Linked DNA regions of Mus musculus: regions 1, 2, 3 and 5 are each linked to region 4. Evidence: chromatin contacts called from public HiChIP or PLAC-seq and promoter capture Hi-C data. All regions are on one chromosome and are shown on one strand. The core of a region is the stretch at or near the end of the contact, and the rest is flanking DNA. Distances in the headings are between cores, read along the strand shown. Region 1 holds the start of Fam136a (family with sequence similarity 136, member A). Region 2 holds the start of Add2 (adducin 2 (beta)). Region 3 has its middle 22 kb from the start of Fam136a. Region 4 holds the start of Egr4 (early growth response 4). Region 5 overlaps Add2 (adducin 2 (beta)).

Region 1 (2,700 bases), core at 53-2,552, 850 kb after region 4:
CACTGAAGGGTCCGCTTCAGACCCCATTCAAAGTACTTGCAAAGCACCTGGTCTGTTGGGTGACCACTGCCATCGCCCTGGCTCCAGCTGCTCCTGGAAGATCCCTGTAAGTCCGGCTTCAAGTAGTGGACACATTTTATCCCCAACCCTGGTATCTGAGAGAGGGAAAGCCCAGCCATGGAGGAACACAGCTTTTCTCAAAGGACAATGGGTTGTGTGGCTTTTCCTACCCTCAAAACAGAGCTAGCCTGCCATCTAGTGGCGAATCACAGCAAGTGCCTAAAATCTCAAGCACTCTTCACACGCTAGTCTTTTTTTTTTCGTTCCAGGCTATTCCACAAAGCTTCAACCTTTTTTTTCTGTTTTGCCCTCTGAAGCTTCCCGTACCTGCCTGTCATTCTTTTCCTTCTCCAGAGTGCCAGGCAAGGGCCTTCTAGTTCAATACAAAAATTCAATGCTAGCTCGCCGAGAGAGATTTCCCGAAACACTCGAACTTTCCCTTATCTCTATGGGACCACTTATAGCCCAAGCTCTTCTAACGCAGCCTTTAGTAGCCCTCTTCCTAACCTAATGATGCTCCCCTCTGCATCGGCCCATGGGAAGAAGGGACCACTTGTGTTTCAGAGATGACTGCATAAGACAGTAGAAATGGGAACACGAGAGCACATGGCTGACAGAACCAATCCATTCAGAAACAGCTCGCCCTTACTCAACGGTCTCGCTATCTACAGCCCCTCCATACCCCCACACTACTCTTGAGACAATCTAGAATACCGTACCCTTTACTCGCAGTAACTAGTAACTCGGCATAAATGTTCACCAGCTGGGGAATTGACAAAGCAAATTGTGGTATGTACATTTAATGAAATTCTGTTCGGCAACAAAAAGAAACCAAGACAAAGATAGCAATAATAAAATCTGATCGAGCTGTACAAGAGCTGCTAATTACATTCGCTTTTTTAAAATTGGGATTGACAGAGGGAGAGAGAGAAAGAGAGGAAGAAAAGAAGTCAGACGACGAAGAGATCTTTGGCCACCAAAAGCCTGGCTCCACGGAAGAACCAGCGGCGCGCCCGCTGTCTCCTGCCTGAAGTTGCTTAACCTAGACGCCAGGGGGCGATGAGGATGCGGGAACGGGAACGCTTACTGAGGACAAGGGCGCAATGGCCAGGGGCCAGGGCGAGGTACTCGGAAGACTGTGCGGTGACTCGGTGGGGGGTCGGGCTCAGCGCAAAGGGGCGGGACTCACTAGCTAGGGGCGGGGCGCAGCCGAGGGCGGGGCGAAGCCGGAGGGTGGGACTCAGTGGCTTGAGAAGCCCGCACGGGCGCAGGGGGCGGGGCGCAGCGGGTGCACACGCGGGCGCCGGCGCGGCTGAGCTCAGGGTCGCCATGGCGGAGGTGCAGCAACTCCGAGTGCAGGAGGCTGTGGACGCCATGGTGAAAAGTGTGGAGAGAGAGAACATCCGGAAGATGCAGGTAGCGGCGCGGTCCGGCGCCCAAACGGGATTGGAAACTCGGGCGGGGGTGGCGCGGTGACGTTCGAGCTCCGGGCCTCGCGTGGGGCGGTTTCCTCCCACCTGGCCTCGGTGACGAGCGTTCGGCCGCCCCTGAGGTGATCTGGCGCGAGGCTCGGAGGGACCGGCCCAGGAGAACCACCAGACCGAAATCCCTTCGGGCCGTCCTGCGCTGATTTAGATGCCACGAACCCTGAACGCCCGTGAGCGTGGGCCCCGTCTCCCTCACCCTACTGGCCTCGCTTAACTTCACCCCTTAATCACCCTCTACTGTTTCGATCGCCTTGTGGGGCGTTGACTAGCCAGGCCGACCTCTGAACTCTGCTACAGAAATACAAAAACTGATTTTCAGAACGTGGTTTCTTCCGGTTCAGTCTTGGGTACATTATCTTATCAGTGAGCTCATAGCAGCACACAGGGTCTCTTTTAACCCAGGTTGACTTCCAACCCCCGATCTTCCTGCCTTCACCTTTGGAGTGCGAGGATTACAGGCATGGGCCACCACCCTGGCTTTGTGCTGTGCGGAATGGAACGCAAGGCTTTCTTAGAACTAGCAAGCGCGCTCCCAAGAACATATATCCCCATCCTACAAATGTTAGGCCTGGTAACCGTCCCAGTCTTACGAAGTCCTGATGATACGGCGGGAAAAATAAAACAAAACAGGTAGAGAAGCATGGCCTCCAAGGCCTTGTCCTTCGAGAGCTGTCCTCAGAGTCTTTCCAGTCTCACCAGGCTCTGTCTTCGCTCCCCAGGGCCTCATGTTCCGGTGCAGCGCCAACTGCTGTGAAGACACCCAAGCATCTATGCAGCAGGTGCACCAATGCATCGAGCGCTGCCATGCGCCTCTGGCTCAAGCCCAGGCTCTGGTCACCAGCGAGCTGGAAAGGTTCCAGGTCAGGAATGCCTCACAGCTCCCAAGTCCTTGAACAGCAGCTCCTTGGCAGGGGATGAGAAACACTCGTTCTGCCTTAGGTCCTGTCAACACTGGTGGGAGCCCTGGTGTCCGTGAGGGTTGATATTCTGGAAGAAGCCCTGGGTGTGCTGTTAAGTTGTGCTATATTTGCCACAGAAACAGTAATATAAAAGAAAGTTACCAAGGGGGTTTCTAACCAAGCACCTTTATGCCTTTTTGATGTACCAAATACAATCTATGTTGTGTTGTATAAAATTCCTTAAAATGTATATT
Region 2 (2,700 bases), core at 58-2,557, 520 kb after region 4:
CATACCAATTAACAATCAAGACAATCACCCCACAGACATGCCCACAGGCCAGTCTGATCTGAGCAATTCTTCAACTCTAGATGACTCTAGACTAGTGGTTCTCAACCTGTGGGTTGTAGCCCTCATGGGGGTTGCATATCAGATATTTACATATGACTCATAACAATAGCAACATTATAGTTACAAAATGATTTCATGGTTGGGGGTCATGTAGCATTAGGATGCTTAGAATCATTGCTTTAGATCGGGTCAAAACTCACTAGGACAGTGGGTAGGTGAGATGCTTGCCAGGCAAGCATGAGAACCTGAGACCTGATCCCCAGCGGGATGTGAAAACCAAGCATAGCAGCACACGTTTCTATGTCTGTTCTACTGGTTGACCAGTCAGCCTAGCCAAGATGGCAATTTCCATAATCAATGAAAGATGCTGTAAAATAAGGTGGAATGCGATAGGAACACCTGAGATCAACTTCTCGCTTCTGTACATGCATGTACTCATGTGCACATGCACACATGCCCCCACCAATGTGTACACACATGTCCATTCCTGGACCACTTTCAGAGATTTGGGTACTGTCTGACTGTGTTGGAATCCAAAGGGTTGCTGTTGGGAATGTCAGGAGAGCAGGGCTCTTCTTCAGTGGCTAGAGGTTTTTCTGGAGGCTGAACGTTTTGACAGGCGTATTTCTCAGAGCTTTGGGAGTGACTAACATGGAGTTGGAGGAAACAGGATGGAGGTGTAAGGCCCTGACTGCCTGCAACATCCTGCTTTCCAAGGGCTTTGAAGAATCCTGTCCCAACCATTAGAAAAGGCCCAGGTGACAAATACATTAGATCAGGTCATTTTCCAGGAGAGAACAGGCTCGCAGAGTTATCCTCAAGGTCACAAGGCTGGGGAGTGACAGATCTGAAGATGAATCCTGATTCCCTACTCAGCCACTGGGGTCTCTCCAGGGGAGTAGGGGATAGGGTAGAGAAGTACAAGGGGCCAGAGGAAGCAGAGGCTGTCTAGGTTACAGCAGTGCGCCCCCAGCCTAGTTAAAGATGGGGTCAGAATTAGAATCAGGATCAATCTATCTGGTTTGGAGTTTAGTCATCCAGTTGTCACTAGCTAGCAGCACTGAAAGTTACCTCTCAAAGGCAAGATGTCCTGAGACCCTAAATCAAAATAAAATACACCCCGAGTGTAAACTCAGAGCAGAGTGTGTCTTACTGGGGTTTCTCCTGAGGGACAGGTCCTGCCTTTGGCCCAGGCTGCTGCAGGGCGCGGGCGGGGACGCTGCAGCAAGCCGGGCTCTGGAGGGGGCGCTGCGCACTCGCCCGGCCCTTTGTCATCACGCACTGCTGGGAGCTCACACTTCTTCCAGCCTCCCGCGGGCTCTGGACTTGACTCTGACTGCAGCGCCCGCCTCGGGGACGCGGATCTAGGGCCTTTGTCCCGAGCTGTGGGATGCGCGGGAAGCGCCACGCAGCGGAAGAGCTGTGAGTCCAGGAAGCGGATCCCAGAGTCGAGGAGCGCTGCCCAGCCTTGCTGGGTGAATTTGGGGATGGATGCGAGACCGCAGAGTACGAGGTAGGGCACCAAAGAAGGAACAGGGTGGGCGCCACGGCAGGCGGATCCCCGGGGTGCTGGAGCCACAGAATGACAGCGAGCTCAGCTTCAGCCTGGGAGTGGCTGCGCCCGCGCAGGAGCGGACGCCTGGGTACACCTGCGGCTCTGCGGATCTGTCACATTGAGCTCTGGAGATGGGCCTGCGCGCGGACATGGGCATTCAGGGTCTGTGATGCCTGCTACACCGAGAAGGTGTAGCCTTCTCGGAGAGACGGCCGGGCCGCCGCCCTGCGGGATCCACGCGGGATGTGCGCCTGCCCAGCTAGGCGCTCTGGGGTCCAGATTCATAGGATGCGCCTGCCTGGCTGAATGCAGTGGGGCTGGCAGGGCAGATGGCGCAGGATGGGAGATTGATACCTGGGCACCCAGGGCTTGCGTTTTTATGTTATCCCAAAGCTTTGGGGGTGGAGTAGGGGAGGCCGCTGTCCCTGAGGAGGTACTACCAGCGAGTTCATCTTTAGCGCCCACCTTTTCTTTCTCTTGTGTCTCCTCCCCTCCCCTTCTGCACCCCAGGGAGGAGCAGAGAAGGCCATTCTGGGTCCCGGGTCCAGAAGGCAGGGGTCCAGCAGTTACTTGTTTTGAAATCACAACCACAGCCTGCCAGGTGTTGGGGGAAGGGAGAGGATAGCAGGGCAGGGCAGGGCAGGGCAGGGCAGGCTGCTTTAGGATGCCAGTCAGGCCTGCAACCGGCCTATTGTCTGGCTCTTCAGACACCTTTCCTTTCTACCCTCCATCTCCATCCTCTGCCAGAAGTGAATAGATAAACATACAGAAAACAAGCCTCACCCACACTCTGTCAAATTCTTTAAAAAAAAAAAATTGTCTTTATGACACACATTGCCACCTCTTCATGCCCACTCCTCCTCTGGCAGTTCGTAAGGAAGAACCAAGTGCTTCAAATAAGCTTATAAATAATAGAAATCAAATCTCAGGTTTCTGTGTTAAGATTTCGGACTAATGGGTAAGAAAGGGCTAGTCCTACATCCTTCCTAGAGCAAAGGACAGGAAGAGAGTAGTTTTGACTGCATTGGAGCTGGCTGAGCCTGTCATGTGTTTAACTTGTGCCTTGAACTGTCATTGCATGGGTG
Region 3 (2,700 bases), core at 29-2,528, 830 kb after region 4:
CCAGCAGACTGTGTGGATCTCCCTGCACCTCTCTCACATGGTACCTCGCAGCTGTCTGTAAGTCCAATTCTAAGGAATCCAAGGCCTTATTTTAACCTTCTGACCTTTTGACTTTATTCAGCACTGGGTATATGCATGTGGTATAAATACATATATGCAGCCAAAATAGTCATATAAGTAAAATAAATCTTAAAAATAATTTTAAAATGTCTGTTATGTCCACTCATAGCCTGCTTGTCAAACCATCTGCTGCCCACAGAGAATTCCAGCACCATTAAACCCAGTAGCACTCCTAGCCCAGGGCTGGGCATGTGACTCAGTGAGTGGAGCATTTGCCTAGCATGCTCTTCTGTGCCCGGTGCACCATAATCTGGACATAAACTGATGGAGGTGCGTCACTGTAATTCCAGCAGAATTCAAGGTCTTCCTTGACTACACAGTCTCATAATCCACGCCGTGCCTTTGCCCTGTGAAGTTAATGAAGCCTACCTACCATCTGGAACTCCCAACATGAAACACTGAAGAAAATTCTAGACTTGCCCTTGGAGACTTCAAAGTTTCCTTTTACCCAAAGAAGTTCAAAATCTTTCCAATGAGATGCCTCCTGCCCCCTTTCTTTGTTTGAGTACTTGTTGGTTTTTTTGTTTGTTTGTTTGTTTGTTTGTTTTGTTCTGCTTTGTTTGGTTGCGATTTGTGGCCCTGGTTTTGGGTGGTTTTTTTTTTTTTTTTTTTTTTCAAATAAAAAGGAGTTTTATTATATTTAAAAAAATCTTAAGGTCCCTGCTATGGTTTGAAAGTCCTTCCTAGCACTCATGTTGCTAGTTTGAGTTCACCTGCAAAGCCTTGGGTGTGGAAGTGCAGGTGGACATGTATTCCTACATTGTGCATCTGTGCACTGAGAATGTGGGCTATAGAGTCAAGTAGGATGATTATCTGTCCTTGAGGTATACTGTTGCTTTTCTACTGAGTTTGGGGCTTGGCACCACTTTTCTTTTTTTCTTTTCTTTTCTTTTTTTTTTTTTTTTTTTTTAATATTTTTTATTACGTATTTTCCTCAATTACATTTCCAATGCTATCCCAAAAGTCCCCGGTTTTGGGTGTTCTAAACCCACCCATGGACTGCCTGTTGACTAACCCTGCCCTGCTCCTCTTCCCAACAGAACCCCACCCCACCCCCCCAAAGCGGGGTTCGCAAAGAAACACCTAGTCACAGTACCCACCCCACCCCCTCTGTCTCCCCTGCCTCAGCCTCGCCATTGTGTCCAGGCAGCTGCAGAACAATGGATTCTTAGCAGATGATGGAGTCGCCCATCTCCTCAATCCAGCAACCCCAGCTATTCCTGGCATCCGTCTGCGCTCAGCATTTTACAGGCTTCCGTGACATTTGCAAGCTAGCCTCCCACTTCTCTCAGCATTTGGAGAAGGAAAAAGGAAGAACAGAAGACCACTCTTGTCACTTGTGAACTCATCCTTCTCTGAGAAGAGGAAGAAAGATAAATCTCACCCCTGAACTAGGAAGCCTGAGCTGAGATCCCGGGGGAGGGGGTGCGGAAAGGGGATAGAGGGGGGAGGGGCGGAGGCAGGGATGCAGTCCCTGCTGCCTGACCTTTCCAGAAAAAGAAAAAGTAGACAGAAGCCTCCCCGGAGGAAGGTAATTGATTAAAGGAGGAGAGACATCTGAATGGAAAAAGCGCTGCCCACCATCTCCTGAAGCTTGTTATTCCCACGTGCCCTCCAGAATTGAGACATTTTTTTTTTGACAGTCCTCTTGGGTCTGAAGCATCAGACTTCTGGAAGAGCCTGCCCCGCCTTCAGCATGACATAAACTATAACCATCAGATGGGCTTTGCCCACTGTTCATCTGGGAACTGAGAACACAGTTACCCTTTAGCCCGCAGGCAAAATGCTCACCTCATCCCAGAGAACAGCCATGGCTCAAAACGGTGATTGCCCACCTGGCAGGCGAAGGGTACCACAGTGATGTTGCTGGAGCCTCCATGACTGTGCCATCCATGGAAGGGTAATATAACATTATGACAGGCTTCTAGAGACTACGGTCTGGGCTTAAGCCTCTCTCTGCTGGTGCTGGCTGCTGAGCCATTAGTGACTTCTCGGGTTCTTTAAACCCTAGTTTCTTCTTACTAAAAAGAAGAATCCCTCCCCTCCCTTCTGGCGAAAGGGGCTGTAGTGGTTTGAATGGACGAGCCCCCGTGGGCTCGTAGATTTGAATGGTTGGTCACCAGGGAGTGGCACTATTTGAAAGGATTGGGAGGTGTGGCTTTGATAGAGAAAGTGTGCCACTGGAGGTGGGCTTTGAGATTTCAAAAAGCCAAGCCAGGCCCAATGGATCCCAGCATAGAACTCTCAACTATGTCTCCATCAGCATGTCTACCTGTGTAGAGCCATGCTCCCCACCATGATGAAAGTGGGCTAACCCTCTGAAACTGTACACCAATCCTAATTAATTCTTTTATAAGAGTTAGTGTGGTCATGGTGTCTCTTCACAGCAAGAGAACACTGACTAAGACCAGGGTTTTACAGTTCTCATAGCAGGTGTTGAAGCTGGTCCAGTACCACCACCTCCAGGGCTCCTCAAGTCTGCTTCTGCATAGAAGAACCAAGGAAGGTTCTGATTGGCCCTGTTTAGATCACACACTCATCTCCAGCCCACTCCTCACTGTAGGCAAATGAGTGCAGCGT
Region 4 (2,700 bases), core at 63-2,562:
GCCAACGAGAAGGTGTCGTAGGCCCCTGCCTGGTAGAGTCTGGCGGCCGGGCCGGGCAGCTCGGCGGGGCAGCTGATGGACAGCAGGTCCTCGACCTTGGTCCCTACTGCAGAGAAGCGGGCCTCCGGGGTGGTCTGGAAGCTCCCCTGCGACCCACAGTTCCCCGGGACCCCGGCCGACAGCAGCTCCCAGGGGGCATAGGGCCCTTTGAAGGCTGAAGCAGCAGCGTCCAGCGCTGGCGAAGCGGGAGGCGCCCGCAGCCCTGGCTTGACGTCGGGCGGGGAGAGCTGGGGCTCGAACAGGCACTGCGAGGGAGCGCCCGCCGAAGGCGCTGCCTCCCAAAACGCCTCCGGAAAGGCGGCCGAACTCAGATCTGGGGAGTAGAGGTCCGGCAGCAAGGCATCGGGGCCCGCGGGGAAAGGGACATCCAGGGGGGACCGAGACGCTGCCGCCTCGGGACCGGGGAAGGGTGCCAGGCCCAAGATGCCAGACATGAGGTTGAAGAGGGCCTCCGGGTCGTGCGGGTGTTCGGGAACCGCCTGGATGAAGAAGCTGCCGCTGTAGCTGAGGCCCGAAGGGGGCGTGGGTGCAGGGCCCTCCAGGAAGCAGGAGTCTGTTAAGTCCCCCCCGGCGCCGCAGCTGCTCAAAGCCCAGCTCAAGAAGTCGCCTGCCAAAGGAGGGACCACGCATCAGCCCCGCACACCTCAAAGGGCGTGCCTCGGAGCCTACAGCTGCGACCCCCTCCACCCGAGTCCTCCTGGCGCAAGGCACCCGCAGAGCGCCTCGTGCACTTCCGATCCTGCAGCAGAGGGACCCCCACGGACGCCCCAGGGCGCGCACACCCAAGGCTCCCGCACAGGCGCCTGTGGCCTTGGTGGGGGTGGGAATGGTACTGCGCGCTTGGGGACCCCCACCCCCCACCCCGCGCGCCTCTCCTATCACCCTTCATCGCGTTCAGAGTCTTCGAGCTCCCAGACCCGCTCCTTACCTCCAGGATACGCGGCGGCCGAGGGAGCGTCCCTAGCAGGCAGCCGGGGCAGCTCGGGGCTGGCGTGGGCGCAGCCTTCGGTGGGCTTGGAGAGAAGCGCGTCGGAGCCGGAGAAGTCGCTCAGGTGGAGCATGGCGCGGTGGCGGCGGGGCGCCCGGGGCCTCGCTGGACTGGGGCGCGCGCGGCTGGCAGGGAATCCGGGCGCCCCAGTTCCAGGCTCCGGGCGCTTGGCTGGGGCACGAGGGTTGGGGGGCCGCGGCGCCCTGGCTCACCGGCACCTGCCTCGGGTGGCGGCTCCTGGCTTCTCCAAAGTGCAACAGGGCTCCCCCAACCTACAGTCCCCCCACTTATATAGCTGCGGCGGCGCTGGCTCCGGGCTTCCGACTCCCCGGGCCACTGCCATTTCGGGAGGCCCCGGCCCTGGCGCCGTGACGTAAATGACCAAACATGGACACAGGATGTATGCCGGGGACTCCCGAAAAGGAAAGCTCGGCCTGTGACGTTGCTGCCGCCGCCGGGCTCGCGCCGCTGCGTGCGCGCGAGTCCCCAGAGCGTGGAGCCTCGTGTGCGTTGGGCCACGGGTGCGCCCCGCAGGGGCTGAGCTCCGTGTGAGCACCCGGGATGCGCTTTGCCCTCCAGTCCGTAGAATTACTGGTTCGAACCTGCCGTTTCCCACTTAAAACGTTTGTTCCCACCTAATACCAGTTTGTTTTTTTTTTTCACCTGTGAGCTTGCTAAGGAGAGAAATAACAAAATAACATGAAGTCCCGGGAACACTTAGTAGCCCTGAAATGGATAACAGCACTTAAGTTACAAGCAGGATTGAGTTGCATGAGGACCTGAGTCCTGAAAAAGCCAGATGTGAAAGCACTGGGGGTGTGGGGGTGGGGATGTCTGAGATAAGCAGTTCCTTAAAGATTGCCTTTATTTAGGTGTGTTTGTGTTTGCTTCCGTTTTAACATTTTACTGTGCTTTGAAAAAATTATATAAAAATCGTCATAATGAAAAATTTGATGATGGAGGTGGGCGGGATCAACTAGTATACAAGAATATTCCTTTCTTTTTTGAGACAGGGCCTCACATGCAGCTCTGGATGACCTGGAACTCACTGTGTAGACCAGGATGACCCTGTACTTAGAGAGATCCATCAGCCTCTGTCTCTGCCTCCTAAGTCCTGAGAGATGATATCCTTGGTATGTCATCATGCCAAGTTGAGAGTACATTCTGAAAATTAAAGGTTTCTCTTGCCTTCACTTTTTTTTCTTGAGGTAGCCATGTTGACATTTCTTGAGTAGTTTTGGGGAAAATGTTTTTGTCTATACAAACATTCAAACTGTTCTAGAAATATTTTTTTTTTCACTAAAACTAGCTGAGAGATTGCATCATGTCTGAAGACAAAGACCTATTTTCTAAGGCTATTTTCTTAGGCTATTTTCTAAGGCTGACTGGTTCTCCATGGCACAGGGAGACCCTGAATAAGCGTTGGATTGGTTCATATCCACGGACACATAGGTAACTTCCAACTTTTTTTTTTTTTTGAAATGTTGATGTCATTATCCTTAACTGTATAAATGTGAACATATATGGGATAAATTCTTAATGAGTATAAGTCTAAGCTACAGGATATTCAGTTTTTAACAGACAGCTGGCAAATTGTGGCAGTCCCTTTTCTGCTACCTGCAGGGAACCGGGTGCTTCTGGGATTAAAGACC
Region 5 (2,700 bases), core at 125-2,624, 550 kb after region 4:
GATCTTGATCTTTTGATCCTCCTGCCTCCACTGCTCTGGTACTGCTATTATAGATGTAAACCACCACACACAGTTTGTGTGCAGTGCTGGAAATTGAACCCAGTATTTCATGCATGCTAAGGCAAGCACTCCACCAACCAAGCTACAATCCTAACTCCAAAACCTGAACACATCTGCAGGCAACATCTTACTGTCTAGAGTAGGAGTTCATATACTCATAAAGACTTAGTAAGTCTAGTCAGCCTCCAGTGCTTATTCTTCCAAAGTTGTGTAGTATGGAAAGATGGGTCAGCATGATTTTTCAGGGCTCTTGGCATAAAAGGATAGATGTAATGTGTATCACAATGGGCCTAATGTAGGGCTGAGGGCCCGAAGAGGAGACCCTTTAATGAACATTAAAATTCATGGTAAAGAAAAAGACAAACACTGCCTCAGGATGTTCAGAGGGCAAGTACAGATGTGCCACTTAGTGATGGGAAATGATCCAAGAAATATGCATTTGACATGTTTGTCACGTGCCAGCATCAGACAACATACATAGGCACACCTGGACAGTACAGTCTGCTAATACCTAGGCTGTCAAGCAGCCAACCTGCACAATATGGAGACACCACAGTACTGAATACCTCTGTGTCTTGACCATAGCATAAACCTGATGTTTGTTACTGGTAGAAATATGATCACATGTTGTACCATTGTGAATTCCCCTGGGATTCAGAGTCAAGCAAAGACCTTAAGAGGCGCCCTCTTGTAGCCTCCTTTACCTTCTCCCCGGCACCTACATTTCAGGAACACATTGCCTCTCTTGGCTGCCAGCAGCCATCTTACCACTACCTTGCCCTCCAGTCCTTTCCATCTACCTCCTCCCTCATTGTTATTAGTAACACTGGTGTTTTCTCTCCTTTCCTATTGTATCTTCCACTACTCCTGAGTCTCTGAGAACCTCTCATGGGGACGGTGTTTTGATCTCAAAGATCTCTCTTGGCCACACCCTCCCTCCCACAAAGCAGTGGGTTCAGCCCATTGGTAGATGCTGTGGCTAAGGCTCCCATTTAGGGAATGTAAGGCTGGTGTTTTGGAGAGAGAAAGTTGGCCCAGTGCTGAGTGGTAAATCCTGTTTCTGTAGGTCCTGGTTCCTGCACTGGTAAAACTTGGTTTTCAGACTCTTGCCTTTCTGTGTAACGACATTCATTTCCCAGTGGGCTATCTGTGTGCAGCCCATGTACATGCCTGCTGGGCTGTCACAGGAGCTGCTGCTCCTGCAATATGCTAGGGCTTTTGCCAGAGAAAGGGTCTCGGAGTGCAGGGGAGCGGTGGTGAAGAGAGTGCAGGCTCCATCAGGAAGGGTGGGCGGAGGCCCAGGCTTTCTAATTCTAGAGCTAAGAGCAGACTGGTTTCCTTGACAACAGAGCTAAAGTCTGCTCATCTGCTGCTTGGGATGAGCTTTTGTGTATCTACCGAAAGCTCTGGGACTTGGGGACAAGAAGCAGCCATTTCTGGAGAAGTGCCAAGCCTTTTGTATTAACAATATTTAAAACCTTCCCAGGTGGCCTGGGGACATCAGTTATATAATCTGTACATTGGGAATCTAAGCACAGAATTTTGTTTCTTTGTACCACATTGCCCCTGACCCTTAATTTTATTTTATTTTTTTACTATGCCAGTCACATCTTTTTGATCTCATGCTTACAGTATCACTCACCAAAAGCCTCTTTCTCTTCCTCAGCTGACAATTGTGTGTATGACAAACAGCATTTGGCAAGCTGGCCTGGGCTCACACTTGCGCTTTTCAGGTGGCATCCTCAGACAAGACTTAGGGGGCCAAACCGGCCTCCTTGATACAAACCAGAAGTTTCAGGCACCATACGGCCCCATTAGCTTAGTTGGAGGTAGGGCAGCGTAGAGGTGGCACATCTTGGGAAGTGGCTTGGTATTTGATTCATAGGTGCCTTCCCTTTCTCTCCTTTGCATTATTAAAGCCTCTTTCAGAAGCATTCAGGGATCACAGGAGGAGGCAGCCAGCAGAGATTTCATACAGCCTGGGAGGGCAACATCTGCTTCAGGGAAATCTTCTACAGACTCGGAGCCTGTGGCAAGTCTCAAAATGACCTCAGACCGTGGGCTCAGAGCAGGACCATTTGTCACATGTGTGTCATGTTCTTCTGTGTCGGTGTACTATATATTTGAATGTCAAATGACACAGATGAGAACTGCAAACGAGTGGCCACGATAAGAGGGCAAATAATTAGCTGGAGACAGTGGCTTCAGACAAATGTGTCACCAGCAATGTACACACCAAACCAGAACCTTCTCCAACAGGCCTCTCAGGGAGTTCTGCTTCTTGTGACAGTCCCAGCTCCAGGGCTCGAGTGTATCTGATTCATTACTGGGGGTTGGATGACCAAGGCATCTAAAACCCTTTACACAGTTCCTTTGTCCCTTCACATTCCAGAAAGCCACCGACTGCCCAAGAAAAATATTGGGCTTATTATCTTAGATGGGGCTTGAGTTGGCAGTGTCCTTTGTCTGGAAGAGGCCCTTAACCCAGGGGCTCCGCTGATCTATTAGACAGGACACTGCCCTCTATGTCACCTACTGCTTCCCTGAGAGCCATTTGAGGATGGCTCCCAATAGTCTGTATGACCCATTCCTTTCCCCTTCCACAAAAGCTTCCAATTGCCTGCTTGGCACCCTGGGTCA

What was found. Promoter capture Hi-C pulls out the DNA fragments that hold promoters and counts their contacts. HiChIP or PLAC-seq counts read pairs in DNA pulled down with a chosen protein or histone mark.
Region 1: a promoter capture Hi-C map of hippocampal neurons shows a contact between it and region 4, with 7 times the contacts expected there. The contact joins the promoter of Fam136a here to the promoter of Egr4 in region 4. A contact is called at or near these places in 12 of 39 promoter capture datasets (the 3T3-L1 cell line, 3T3-L1-derived adipocytes, HPC-7-derived erythroid cells and 6 more), 3 of 484 Hi-C or Micro-C datasets (the N1E-115 cell line, cortical neurons and embryonic stem cells) and 4 of 115 datasets of contacts at active chromatin or transcription factors (embryonic forebrain, embryonic hindbrain, forebrain and 1 more).
Region 2: a promoter capture Hi-C map of pre-B cells shows a contact between it and region 4, with 2.5 times the contacts expected there. The contact joins the promoter of Add2 here to the promoter of Egr4 in region 4. A contact is called at or near these places in 10 of 39 promoter capture datasets (the 3T3-L1 cell line, the C10 cell line, the HPC-7 cell line and 6 more) and 1 of 9 other capture datasets (liver).
Region 3: a promoter capture Hi-C map of hippocampal neurons shows a contact between it and region 4, with 2.3 times the contacts expected there. The contact joins the enhancer-like site here to the promoter of Egr4 in region 4. A contact is called at or near these places in 10 of 39 promoter capture datasets (the 3T3-L1 cell line, 3T3-L1-derived adipocytes, the C10 cell line and 6 more) and 2 of 115 datasets of contacts at active chromatin or transcription factors (embryonic forebrain and forebrain).
Region 5: an H3K4me3 HiChIP or PLAC-seq map of stem cell-derived neural progenitor cells shows a contact between it and region 4, with 2.9 times the contacts expected there. The contact joins the enhancer-like site here to the promoter of Egr4 in region 4. A contact is called at or near these places in 6 of 39 promoter capture datasets (3T3-L1-derived adipocytes, the HPC-7 cell line, HPC-7-derived erythroid cells and 2 more), 2 of 115 datasets of contacts at active chromatin or transcription factors (SST interneurons and stem cell-derived neural progenitor cells) and 1 of 9 other capture datasets (embryonic stem cells).

What each region holds. Positions count from the first base shown.
Region 1 is chr6:86,364,344-86,367,043 of GRCm38.p6, forward strand. Fam136a (family with sequence similarity 136, member A) reads left to right here and starts at 1,303. Exons shown (of 3, transcript NM_025591.3): 1 at 1,303-1,476; 2 at 2,267-2,407. The coding sequence starts at 1,390.
Region 2 is chr6:86,027,374-86,030,073 of GRCm38.p6, forward strand. Add2 (adducin 2 (beta)) reads left to right here and starts at 1,308. Exons shown (of 16, transcript NM_001271857.1): 1 at 1,308-1,573.
Region 3 is chr6:86,342,548-86,345,247 of GRCm38.p6, forward strand. No RefSeq gene overlaps it. Among named protein-coding and RNA genes, the nearest start is that of Fam136a, 22 kb to the right of the region's middle. Within about 2 kb of position 1,279, at least 13 of the 459 cell types and tissues checked have an H3K27ac peak or open chromatin away from gene starts, as enhancers often do. A contact at or near this core is called in hippocampal neurons, where this site is marked.
Region 4 is chr6:85,512,277-85,514,976 of GRCm38.p6, forward strand. It overlaps Egr4 (early growth response 4), which reads right to left and starts at 1,313. Exons shown (of 2, transcript NM_020596.3): 1 at 989-1,313; 2 at 1-667. The coding sequence starts at 1,121.
Region 5 is chr6:86,063,452-86,066,151 of GRCm38.p6, forward strand. All of the region lies in intron 1 of Add2 (adducin 2 (beta)), which reads left to right. Among named protein-coding and RNA genes, the nearest start is that of Add2, 36 kb to the left of the region's middle. Within about 2 kb of position 1,375, at least 65 of the 459 cell types and tissues checked have an H3K27ac peak or open chromatin away from gene starts, as enhancers often do. A contact at or near this core is called in SST interneurons and stem cell-derived neural progenitor cells, where this site is marked.